Linked DNA regions of Mus musculus: region 1 is linked to region 2. Evidence: chromatin contacts called from public HiChIP or PLAC-seq data. All regions are on one chromosome and are shown on one strand. Each heading gives the region's core, a stretch centred on a gene start, on an enhancer-like site or on the middle of the called end of the contact. The rest is flanking DNA. Distances are from core to core; before and after follow the strand shown. Region 1 holds the start of Bcas3os1 (breast carcinoma amplified sequence 3, opposite strand 1). Region 2 overlaps Bcas3 (breast carcinoma amplified sequence 3).

Region 1 (6,514 bases), core at 3,618-6,117, 150 kb after region 2:
CCGCCTTCCTCGTGTGTTATTAGGGAACAATCCCCTATAAAAGTTAAGTGGATGTTTTTCATTTAAAACCTTGAAGAGGCTTAGCCCTGCTGGGTTGCTGCCGGCCTCCCTCAGCAGGACCCTGGAGGCTTGCGGTAATAACCCTACTCTGAAGATGACTTAACTTTCTAGCTGCCTACGCAGCTATGAGCAGCATATTTCTTTTTAAATACAGGACTCATGGGCTTAGAAAGTAGAATTGTTACCTCAGCCAGTGTCTCGGTGACCTTCCCTTTGGGCTCCTATCCCTCTGCCACCACCTGACAGCAGGGCTATAACAAAGCCATCATTTACCTAAAAAAAAGTCAACTGCAAGCTCATGTGACTTCAGTGAGAACTTTTTTGTTTTTTGGTTTTTTTTTCCAACTTATATCATTCAGTTCCTGTATTTTGCCTGGTCACTGTGAAATGACCTATTTTGTCACCTCACTTATTTTTTTCCTGATACCTTCCTCTGTGGGCCTCTTGTTTCATTACATTAATCTGAGTTTGTTCTCAAGGCACTGGGGAACATTTTTCTCAAAAAGCTGTAATTGCCTCAGAAGGAGCACAATGACTTATTGAAGTTTCGTATGTTGCTTGCTCTCAACTACCAGAGATCAGCGAAGATCCTTCACCTTTTTCTCCACCCCAGAAGTGGATGAAAATATCAGCGGTTTCCGTCTTCTGTCACTTGTCACAAATACTTTCCCAAGCTAATCTCACATAGGATTTGCCAAGGATCAGAACCCAAGCACAGGGGGTCACTACTCACCTCTGGGTTACCTCGGACAAGGTAAGAAGAGACCTTGAGGTTAGACGTGCCGCAGAGAACCTGAGGCTGGATGCACTGGGTGGGTGTGTAACCCCAGCAGCTGGGAGACAGAAGCCTTGGATCACAGGGTACAAGCTTGCCCCAGGTGTGTACTGAGATACTGTCTCAGAGAGTCGGGGGGGGGGGGGGGGGAGGAAGGAAGGAGGGCAGTTGGATGAGCGGGACTAAACTGCTTTCCCCAGCCATGCTCTATTTGGCTCTGCATTCTGCTTTCCTGTTTCCTCTCCATGCCACTGTTGCCAAAGCATCACATGCAGCTACTAGGGAGGCAGAGACTTCTGCACCACAGTGTGCATATCCTCATGAGCAAGGAGTAGGTGTCAGCCCTGAAATCAGAGGAGACTTGGCTCCGTACCTCTCCCTGGGTAGATGGCTTTACTGCTGTGTCTGCTGAGGGCGAAGCTTTTCCAACAGAAAGGTCGTTCTTCAGCATTCTTTTATAGACTGTTTTAGCCATACTGTGTGTAGGGTTTAGAGGATTTCTGCTGTAGCTGCTTATGTGGGAAGCTCACCACAGTATTCTCTTCCCTGAGCTGTTTGTGGTAACATCCTAGCAATTTGTTTAGATGTTCAGTGAATGATACCTTATTATTTTATTAAGTGATGGGCTTTAACTTGAAGGAAACTTGAGTTCTTGATGGTTTTCTTGGCAAGCTACTGTATACATATTTCCTCCTAGACTTTTAAAGACTGTACCACTCATTCCCCTTAAAAATGGATCCTGGTTAAACAGATTTCTGAACCTCCAAATCACAATTATATCCTTTATATTATACTTTCTGACTTTTTCTTAAACCTTCCTTAGTGACTGTATGTTACCCACCACACCCTCAACCTCTGCTGGTAGGCATGAGCCAAGTGGCCCGGTGGCTTTATGCGATGGAGGCACTTTTTGACAGGAAAGTTGTAGATTTACTTTCAGAGGCCCTGACCTAGACCACCCTACAGAGGTCATTAAGTCTCTTGCCATCAAGCCCTAAGCAGTTTCTTCTCTGGTTTGCTTTCTGTGGATGTCTTTGTCTGGGGAGTTCAAGGTGTCAGAGATCGATGTCTGCCTGGTTCCTTTGAAGACGCTGAGTCAGGAAGGCACAGAGGAGTTAGATGGTAATGCCAGCTGGAGATAGCCAAGGAAGGCACAGAGGAGTTAGATGGCAATGCCAGCTGAAGATAGCCAGAAGGCACAGAGGAGTTAGATGGTAATGCCAGCTGGAGATAGCCAAGGAAGGCACAGAGGAGTTAGATGGCAATGCCAGCTGAAGATAGCCAGAAGGCACAGAGGAGTTAGATGGTAATGCCAGCTGGAGATAGCCAAGGAAGGCACAGAGGAGTTAGATGGTAATGCCAGCTGGAGACAGGGCCACATAAAACAGTCACTTCATAAGGAACCTAAGAGGTTTAGGGTTATTTCTGTCCTATGGCCCAAGAACTATTAGCAACCCCAGGCGTCAACCTGCAGAAAGGCAAGAACTCAGTGTAGTTCTTAAGTATGGTTCCATGAAAGTCATCAGGTCCTCTCAAAAACCTCTAGATGTTTGCCTTAAAGCTTAGAAAACAGCACAAAAATGATATAGCTGATAAAGAGACTGATCCTGGCTTTTGACACATCTTCAGTCATTTCTTCACATGCACTCAATCATTTCTTTACAAATATACTCAATCTCTCCTAACTAGAATACTCCAGTAGTCATGCAAGAATCTTAACCAAAATAACTGAAGTTTTCTCATGTCAACGCATTTTTCTCCTCAAAAACCTTAATGAACCAGATGGTGGTACATACCTGTGAGCCTAGCATTCTAGAGTTGGAGGTGGAGGATTGTCAGCTCAAGGCCATCCAGGGCTTTTAGCAAGTTCAAGTCTAACATACACTGTCTTTCAAAGCCAAGGGTTAGGAACATAATTCAGTGGTAAAGGTTTGTGTAACATGTTCAGGACCCTGGGGTTCCATCCTAGAGATGAAAGACAGTTGACTTATATGTTGCTGCCTTTAAATAATGTCTCAATTGAGGTATGATGGAAGAAATGGATCTGGGACCACCCATCATATAATCCAAGAAGTGACAGCCTTGCAACAAATATGAGACCTTCGTTTAGTCTGTTCAAACACGAGCAACAAGCTGCTCAGGGGGCTCATGACTGTTCAGTGAAATGCACATGCCGTGTGCACACACTTCCCAAACTCTTGTTTCCACTTCAGTTCTAACTGATGCTTTCCGTCTCGACTCCCACTTCTTGCCTAGAGGAGCCCTGTGTGTGTGACAGACTTGTTACTAAGCATCTCCCTAGCATGCCTTACCTTCCTAGCTTCATTCATGTGCTCGTGCCCCTCGCCTCTGACGAGCCCTCCTTCCAGCAGGGTCTTCCCCAAAATTCCCATGAACACATCACAAAATGGATTAAGTATTATAGCAGAAAGATGCTCACTCCTTACGCCCTGGCCTTCTAATAAGGGTGATGGGCCTGGGATATGCCCTCTGTCATGTGTTCTGGTCTTACAGGGGAGGAAACAGAGAACACTGGCCAAATATTGACCACTGACTGTCCCATCCTGTTGTAGCATATGGACTTGTGTTTGTAATTCCTCTGAGATAAGATTTTTACCATCCCTTGTAATTTTATTAATCCATTCTAGACTGACAGATGTTGCCATGAGCCTTGAGCTCTTGAGGATTCTTGTTTCATTTCTGATTAGATGATGAGTTTCCTTCTTAAACCCAAGGGTCTATGTATGCACAGCCCTTCTCTCCTAAAGAGCTTGTTTGGGTGCCAGAAAGAACCTTGCTGTTCCCTGGCTGGTACTGGATATCACTTTTCTATATCTGAGCCCTTTCTAACTGGTTCCCTCTTGCAAAGGTAGCACCCAGTATGCTGTCAGTGCTGAAGTAGTAGCAGCTGCTAGATGGGTTTTACTTTTACTTGTGTTTTTATTTTGAAGGGACCTGAGGATAATAAGGGGTGCCCAGAGGACTAATCTGTGGATCTCCATTCTTCTCGAGAGCACACAGAATTTGAGAACACTGAAACTGAGCCAGATAATGACCCAGAGGTCTGCTAAATGTTCCAGGGTGGTTGGCTCTTTGTTCTCACTTATTAGAGTCCAGCTCCGCCTTTCATAGCACAGTAATTGCTGCAGGGCTTGGGCCCAGGTGATCTGTCTCACAGGCCAAGCTGAGGTTGTCTGTTACCGTCCTTTACCGGTCTCTGGCAACAATGGGAAGTGCTACCCCTGAAAGCAGGTTGGTTAGCATCTGGAGCTCAATGAACCTGTTGAACTTTTCCAGCCATTTTGTTTTTTCCTTTCCATCAACCTACTTCTAAGAGGCTCATGTTCTGTTCCAAGGGCACCAGCCTTCGAGTGGGCACTTGTCCATTCCTGGCCTAGGGCAATCAGGTTGGAGATCTCCCGTAGACACCAGACACCCCCTATCTCTCCAACTCTCCTGTTGGCTGATCCCCTTAGTGCTTCTAGGGCACTTGAGGTCATCTTTTGTCCAAAGGAGTGCCACTGTGGCATCTCACCGAGCAGGACTGTGGGTACTCTCCCCATTGCTTTGGACAGACTTGACAATGCCTCTCTGTGTTAAGCACTGTGCGCAGCTCCCTCGAAGTAGGCTGTCATCAGTCCTCACATTTGCCCTGCCGCGGCTGTTCATACACCCGTTTCACAGGTGAGTGTAGGAGAAGTGAAGTAACTTGCTGACGGGTGAGCCGAAAGACCTGGAAAGTCTCCTTCTCCCGCTCTTTACAGAAAGCCCCTGAGACCCCGGTGGTGATTCGTTTACACCAGTGTCCTCAGAGATTCCCAGGTCGCCAATTCAGTGATATGAGCCGAATGCATACAAGAGTTAGTGTGAAAACAGATTGCCACCGCCTTACAAGAAAGTCAGAGAAGCCAAAGTACATTCGACAAATTGGAAGTGAAAAGCTCAAGTAAAAATATTCAGTTTAAGATCATGCGCTGGTACTTACATGAGGTCTATGGAAAATGAGGGAGCCAGCATCGGGTTTCTGGAATATGCAATTTTACAATGGGAACGTGTTATAAAATGTTCAGCCACTGTTGTTTGCCTTGGAATTTAGGGTGAGAGACATGACGGCTGACAACTCTCTTCCTGTTGTAGGTCAGGGCTTCAAGGAACTCTGTAATCTTCCCACCAGCTTTCTTCTCTCCTGGAACTCACGGGTAAAATTAGATGCTGGCTGGACTTCAGTAGTTGAAGGCTTTCAGAAGCCAAGTCAGACAACTGCAACGGCTGCTCTCTCACAGCCCCACGTCGGGAGACACTCTGTACAGACTAACACAGTTTAGTAAACTGATAAGTGTCCTGACAGTCACTGCGTAATAAACAAAACAATGCCACAGGCGTAGAAGGGAGTTGCCTTCCTGTGGGTAACCTCAGAAACAGGGCAGGCTTGGGGGTCTCTCTATTCACATCTCTCTGTTGCTCCCCAAATGTGATGTATACTAAGCTTAAAAAAACAAAAACAAAACAAACAAACAAACAAACAAACAAAAAAACCCTAGACACCCCATGTGAAGATTCAGTTGGAATTGTTTTATGCATTTGAATAGACTCTGAGAGGCAGACATGGTGAAAGGGGTGTGGGAAGAGACCATTGAAAGAGTGAGTGTGCTCTGCTCGCAACCCAGCCTCGGACACATTTATCTAATTTGACACATTTTGCCTGGAAGTCACAGGAATAGACTGAGGTCCCCACCCCACCCCCCCTTGCCCGACTCAGAATATAAAGAGCCAGAGACTAAAACCAGACTAAAAAGGGCTAACCCATTAGGGAAGTACCTCCCTGGGGAGCGGGTGGGCAGGGGAAGGAGGTTAGATGGCAGTTATTAAACACTGAATCAAGAATCTGCTCTGCAGAGCTGCTGCCCCGGGAAGCCTTTCTTCCCAGGCTGAGGCCTGAGCTGGCCAGGAGCAGGGGCTCTGCTTATTCTCCGCTGCAGGATGCTACCCCTTGACCCTTTATAAGGCAGCCTTGCTTGATTACTCCTTTTAATTCCAGGCTCAAAACAGCTTGTAAAGTTGTGTTGTTTTTTCTTTTTATCATTCCTCCCCAGATTGTGTGGGCCACACTGTAGCAAGATTTCCCCTCTGTCCACATCTGTTTTCCAACCTCATTACTCTTCAGTTATTACATTAAAAAAAAAAAAAAGCTGTTTATTTCTTCCCTGCATGTTTTCCCCCCGAGTTTCAAAACCTAAAATGGTAACTGATGTGCTGTTGGATGGGACCATCTTCATGATCTCGGGTGGACATGCTGGTCTTCGCATAAATGCACAGGAATAGATTGAACCTTCTTGTTTGAACTAGCTATGCCTGAGTCAGGGGTCACAGCTGGGCCAGAGCCTGGCAGGCTTCTGGTTCTAGAATCTGGGCACAGAGGTTCATGCTTAATCGCCCTTGAACTTGAGAGGCTGAGACAGGAGGATCAGAAGTTTAAGAGCACCTTGGCTACCTCCAGTATTCTAAGGCTAGCCTGGACTACCAACGCCTCGAATGTGTTCTTTCGGAGGTATCCGGAGATGGCATAGCAACTGGTGTGGCGTTAGCATGACTCTTCGGCACTTTAGGCTTAGTTTAACGATTCAAAGATAGAAGGAAACAGGCAGAGCCCTAGTGTTTAGGGTGGGCTTTGTTTTGGTT
Region 2 (6,509 bases), core at 1,357-3,856:
ACCGTTGCCCTTTGGGTGAACCTTCAGTGGGAGCTGCTTCATTCAGGGCAGCATGATGTCATCGAATTCACAAAGTTCTCTGTAGCTAGAAAAAGACTCATTGTTCCCTGAAATAACCTAAAGGACTCAAAACTGCTGGCGCATTATTGGCTTCTTAGGTCTTCACTAAGTACTTCAGCTTCAAGGGGCTTTTCATCTTTTTCTGTGGGGTGGGGATTTCATAGGGTATGGAAAACAAACACTCTGACCCTGAATCTAAAGTGTATTCACAACAGTCCACTGCTGGCCTGACCTTGCTGGTGCTCCTGATACACGTAGAATGTGGATTTCTAACTGTTGGTTGTGTTCTTAAGTAGATCTAAATTTTGTTCAGTTTTTCAGCATAGCTTTAAAGTAGGAAGGACTCTGTCACTTGGGAAGGGAGGTTGGATGAGGGCAGCTGTGTTTGTGAGCAATGCTCCCTTATCTCAGTCTCTTGCAATTAGTCAACGTGTGACATCAAAATACACTAGGTGAGGTTGTTGTTGTTGTTTCTGTTTACTTGCTCTCTGCATGTTTGCTTCTCTGAGAACACATACTATAAACAGTCTGCTTCAAAGTTACCTTGTAACCATGTGCTCATGTGCTCATCCTGGCCTGCCTGGTGCTATTTTAAAGTAACTTGACAGTATTTCCTTTGCATGTAGCGTGATAAGACGCACTGTTAATCCTTGTAGCTATAGTAGGGATATAAATGGTGAGCTGTATATCTTGAAGTTCCTTCTCCTTTTCTTTGTTTATTATCTAAAAATAGCTGATAAGAGACTAGAAAGGCTGCTGAGCACTTGCTGCTCTTGTAGAGGTCCCAGCATTCCATGCTGGCTTACAGCTGTGACTCTAATTCCAGGGGGTCTTACTCTCTTTTCTTACCTCCATGGGAAGGTAACGGGCACAACGTGTGGTACACATAGATACATGCAAGCAACACACTCATATACATAAAATAAATCTAGAAAAATAATAAGGCTGACAAATGTTTGTAAAGGTGCTAACAATTTTTCTTCAGGTAGTTGGTCTGTGTCTTGTTTCTTTCAGATTGGGCTTGCAAGATACACAAAGTATTAAGTAGGATCAAGAATAGTCTCATTTTTGGTGCTGCCGAGATGGCTTGGTGGATAACAATGCTTATTGCCCTTGTAGAGGACCTGGTTTCAGTTCTTAGCACCCACATGGCATCCCTTGTAGCCTATAGCTCTAGTTCCTAAAGATCTATAAGCCCCTTCTTACCTCTATAGGCCCTTGAATGTGTGAGGCTTATATATGAACATACACTCAAGAATACACACATACATAAAAATGAATTAAAGGAAAACTCTCATTTTGAAATTACAATAGTTCTTTAGCGTACATTATTAAAAATGTGAACAATGACTCACTGTAATCCTTTCTAATGTTGCATCTGAATTTTGTATAAAAAAAGCTGTAACATAAGGTTTGGTGACATTTCATCCCTTTTGGTATCATCTAGTTTCTAATGAGATTATTGGTAATCAATACACAGTGTTCCCTAGCACCCAGTCTCTGCTCCTTGTTTCGTGCTCCTGAACTTTGCCTGCTACTTTTAAACGTGTAGGAAATGCTCTGCCTGCTGAAGTGAGCATCTTGACATGGTGATAGACCAGATGTTTGTCTTGCTTTCCTGAATCCATTCAGCAGTGATGCAGTCTCTAACAGAGTGGCTGAGATTCTGTCAACTCCCAACCACATCCCATATCCCTCAGCATAGGATTGGGTTCATTTCTAACCAAAGTGGATAGTCCTAGTTCAGTCAGACTTTCCTTTTGACGTTTTTTTCCCCTTCCTACTAGCTTCAGCATTTGCAGTTATTTTTCCATGTGACCTCCCTCCTAAGACATAAATGTCTCCTGTGTTAATTCCCTCCCTAAGACATAAATGTTGAATACCCTCCCTGCTGGGATTGGAGAACATTTAAAATGTCAATAAGTCTAGGGGAGAAAAAAAAGGATATTCATTTAATTTTTATAATATATTTATTTTTATTTTGTATATACATTAGTGTTTTACCTTTGGGTATGTCTGTATGAGATGTACTTAACATCTGTTGGATCCCCTGGAACAGGTGTTAAGACAGCTATGAGCTGCCACGTGGGTCCTGGGAATTGAACCCCAGACTTTAGGAAGAGCATCCAATGCTCTCAACAGCTGAGCCATCTCTCCAGCCCAGATACTCATTAAATATGAAAAGTACACTTTATTTTAATTTTCTATATTGTGATATTTCCAGAGCAAACTGGTGAGCAAAAGGCCTTAAAATCTCCGTGAAGGAGGTTCAAATTCATGATTTCCTTGTCTTTTTCTTCTGGCAGTTTAAAGGAGACTTATTTATTGTCACTATTTCACATATACAAAGAATTCATTTCTGAGTTGTATATCTGGAATATTTACTACTTCCTTTGTAAAGCAGACAGGACAGAGAGGCCCCTCCCCCACCCCACTTCCTCATCCTCCCCCCCCCCCCCCGTGGGAAATTCCAAGCATACCCATATCCAGATAACAATAGCACAGTAAACCAATAAACGGCCAGCTCAAGGCCCCTGTCGTCTGGCTGTGGTTCCACTGCAGCCAGGCTCTAAGTCCATCCCTGCCACCTTCATAAGTCCTAGTAAGTGCCAAACCATCTGTTGCTGTCACTTGCTCTATCTAGAATACAAAACTTAAGCCTTACACTTAACGGAGGACAGGAAATTGAGGGTTCCTCTTGGTTCTGTCTGTGACAAGAATCAAACAAACATCAAACAAAGGTGATGAATGATTCAGGAACATTGTTCTTGAAAACATCAGTTGACTTAACATCTGTGCAGTATAGAACAGAATTCGTTCCAAAAGAATGTTGGAACAATGGAAAATAATGGAAAATTGTTATGTTACTCTTTTGTTTGCCCTCATAAACGAAGTGGCTGTGTGGCTTTGTGATCATTTGGGCTTCTTGCTAAACATCAGCATGCCTGTGCTAGAGAGCCATGATTTTGTAGAGCTAGCAGTTCATGGTTTGGACGATTGCAAATCTTACATTTCAACACTATGTTCATGTCTGGCCATAACTACTAAATTAGATCTTACTTCATTTCTTGAAACAAGTTCAGATAAAGTTTTATGGGCTTGAGTCTTTTAAAATCTTGCCTTGAGTCGTACCTTGTCATTGTTGTTATTGTCTTTTCCTCCTCCTCCTCCTCCTCCTCCTCCTCCTCCTCCTCTATCTATTTCTTGAGTTTGTTCTTTCCATACCTTATCTGGCATCATCAAATAAGATTGACATCACCTTTACTGGGAGTATGTATTACATGGGAGTATGTATTAAGTATTTCGTGGAATTTGTATGAAGCATATTTAAATTGCTCATTTTCCTTTTAGCAGTTTAGCCTAAGGAACTTTTGGGTGAGATTGTTTCCTGTCCTAATCTGTGGTTCTTTATTACCCATCTCCTGCCTTCCCTCCCCTGCACCCCATATCTTCTCTTTTGTTCTGTTTCCCAGTTAACCCCATTGCTTGTTTTCTCTGGAGGGAGAAATCCAGTTCTGCTGTGAACCTAAAATGAAGTCTTTTCTTAAAGTAGGGATAGAGAGAGATGCATAGAAATCAGGAATAATTGTACCTTCAAGAAGAGCAGTGAGATCGCTTCTCGGCCTTTTGGCTAAGATCAAGTGAAGAAGAGCAGTGAGGCTGTGGACATGTAAACTCTGGGACTGTTAGAAGTGTTTGGTTGCATGTGCAGTACTTGTTTAGTGTGCAGGAAGCCCTTGGTTGGATTCCTAGCACTGCAGAATCCTAGTGTTCGTTCAGATGCTGTAGTCCCAGCAAAAAGTCAAGCCTGGGTCTGACGTTCAGAAGGCAGAGGCAGGAGGTTCTCTATGAGTTTTAGACCAGCCACAGGTACACAGTAAGACCCTGTGTAGTTCAAAATTCATGCTTACTTTAGCTGCATAGTGACTTTGAGGCCATCCTGGGCTGCATTAAAAAAAAAAAAAGTCTGTTTCCAACAAGCAGACACCCGTAAATGAAAAAAAAAAAAAAAAAGTCTATTGCTTTTACTAACTAAAGGTTCCCTTTGTAGAAGAATACAGACTAGTTTCAACTGTATCTTAGTGCTGAGGATTACTGGAAATTACTTGAAATAGCCGAGAAAGACAATATCTGAATAAATGAGTTTTTGCTGTGATTGAAAGTGTTTCTCAATCAAATGTCATGCATTTTTATGTATGGGTTCCGGGTTCTTTGAATCCATAGCCGGCCACCCTCCAGCAGACAGGTGTGTCACCTCAGTGAATTGAGGTTGTGCGTGTTCTGATGGATTTAGTTGCTCTTTTCTGCTCTTCCCATCACTAAGTCTCCACAACTGTTGTTTGTTTGTTTGTTTGTTTGTTTGTTTTAATGAATCCCCCTCCTTTTGCCCCAGCCGACCTCAGGAGATCCTCTCCAGCAGCCTTCTGAGTAGCATGCCTGGCCAGCATTTACTGTTAATTGGGAAATATTTCTATGAACTTGTGTGATCATTAGTTCTTTGAATTGCTCCTGTGTTTTATGTTATAGAATCTATCTGAGCTGATTATGCTATTATTTGTATCTCCAGTGCACAAAGGTCTAAGTTCTTTTTTTTTTTTCCTTTCTCCTGTAGCTCTTCCCCCTGGAAGTCCTGGCCCCATTACTCGACATGGGTCCTATGACAGCTTAGCCTCTGACCATAGTGGACAGGAAGATGAAGAATGGCTTTCCCAGGTAAATATATCGGGGCTACTACAATAAGGGAGAACAGAAATCTGTGTTTATTCTTTTCCTTACTGGAAAACGAAGAGAATTGGTCACTGGGTATTATTATTATTTCCATATTAAGAATGTCTCAAGTTGGGGGAAGGTTTGAGGGACCAGGAGGTGATAGGGACTCTATAAGAAAACCAACAGAGTCAACTAGCCTGGACTCTTTGGTGTTCCCAGAGACTAAACCACCAACCAAAGAGCATACATGGGCTGGACCTAGGTCCTCTACACTTAATATAGTAGATATGCAGCTTGGTCTTCATATGGGTCCCCCAACAACTGGAGAGGGGGCTGTCACTGACTGTGTTGCCTGCCTGTGGATCCTGTTCCCCCCACTGGGCTGCCTTGTCTGGCCTCAGTGGGAGAGGATTTGCATAAACTTGATGTATCAGGGTTGGTTGGTGCTCACAGGGGCTCTCCTTTTCTTAGAGGAGAAGGGGAAGAGAGAACTGAGAGAAGGTAGGGTCTGCAATCGGCATGTAAAGTGAATAAATAAATTAATGAGGAAAATAATGTCTCAGAAATGTTGCTGTAAGTTTCCACACATTGGATTTTATTGACATTTATCTCCAGTGTTTGCTTTGCCGTAGCACATACAAATGTCCAAATGTGTTTGTACGGGAAGCTGAACATTATTTTGTGCATAGTTCCCCCTGGGATCCCTGTCCTTGACGTGCTGCAGTCATTGGCCTCTAAACCTTTCCTAAAACAGCTTCAGCCAGCCACTCCTTGCCTTACCAGGTGACTGGGTCTTCAAGTGAAGGGCTTTGAAATAAAAGAGACTCAGGCAGATTTCACAGTGGAGCGATTACAGTGACTTCCTTACAGATGCTGTTGTGTCTGTCTCCAGTCTGACATCACAGGGGAGGATAATGACCTGTATCACATTACCAGTGTGACAGCTTTTATCAGACAGGTGCCTCTGAGAAGTGGAACCCTTTGTGGTGTTCTCAGGGAAGATAGCCTGAAAGCTGAAGTGACTCTAGAAACTGGAGGAATAAACCATTTCTACATAGCGTGTATTTATTCCATGACCGCAGCTATGCTCACAGATGCTCTGTAATCAGCGGTCCGGCTCCCCACATGCTGAGGCCCTTCCTCTCCTTGTGATCTCAAGACAAAATATCCCATTGTGCACAAGCTTGGTCCAAGAGCTCTGGCAAAGAAACCACTGTCCTTCACTTCAGCTTTTCCGTTAGAAGCAGGGGTAATGTGTGCTGTCAGTGTGAAAGTGTATACAATATGTTCGTCCTGCACACAACAGGAGCGTGAGCATGGCAACATCTGGCTACGGCCTCAGTGAGATTGCACAGGCATCTGTTTACCTCTCGGCTCTGTGACACTCATGGTTTGGAGCTTAAAATACACACAGTTCTTTATCTGTGGCCTAATTTACATTGCTGAATGCAACTCCCAGAAACGGAAATCACTGTCCTTGATCTGTGTTGTCTTTCCCGACATTAGATTGGGAGCCTGCATCCTCTCAGCCTTGCACACAACCGCATTCCAAACCTTGTCAGTTGTGTTTTTGTTCAGACTCAATTGTCATAATCTGAGAAACTTAATTAAATATAAACAATCAGGACACTCAAGGAATGTGGGAAGCCACTTCATAAAGCCTTTTCACAGAGGTGAATACAGCGCTGTCAAGTCTGGTAGAAGTATCGTCGGTTGATTTTTCCTGAAGATTTATTTAA

What was found. HiChIP or PLAC-seq counts read pairs in DNA pulled down with a chosen protein or histone mark.
Region 1: a contact with region 2 is called in an H3K27ac HiChIP or PLAC-seq map of heart atrium, with 3 times the contacts expected there. The contact joins the promoter of Bcas3os1 here to the enhancer-like site in region 2. A contact is called at or near these places in 3 of 39 promoter capture datasets (cranial neural crest and liver), 1 of 484 Hi-C or Micro-C datasets (group 2 innate lymphoid cells), 5 of 115 datasets of contacts at active chromatin or transcription factors (bone marrow-derived macrophages, cardiomyocytes, differentiating embryonic stem cells and 2 more) and 1 of 9 other capture datasets (liver).

Annotation. Positions count from the first base shown.
Region 1 is chr11:85,714,877-85,721,390 of GRCm38.p6, forward strand. It overlaps Bcas3os1 (breast carcinoma amplified sequence 3, opposite strand 1), which reads right to left and starts at 4,868. Exons shown (of 6, transcript NR_045875.1): 1 at 4,821-4,868. The region is part of intron 22 of Bcas3 (breast carcinoma amplified sequence 3); the gene reads left to right. RefSeq lists enhancers at 1-1,506, 3,195-6,514.
Region 2 is chr11:85,572,110-85,578,618 of GRCm38.p6, forward strand. It overlaps Bcas3 (breast carcinoma amplified sequence 3), which reads left to right. Exons shown (of 24, transcript NM_001166643.1): 20 at 4,673-4,773. Among named protein-coding and RNA genes, the nearest start is that of Bcas3os1, 140 kb to the right of the region's middle. Within about 2 kb of position 2,607, at least 20 of the 459 cell types and tissues checked have an H3K27ac peak or open chromatin away from gene starts, as enhancers often do. A contact at or near this core is called in heart atrium, where this site is marked.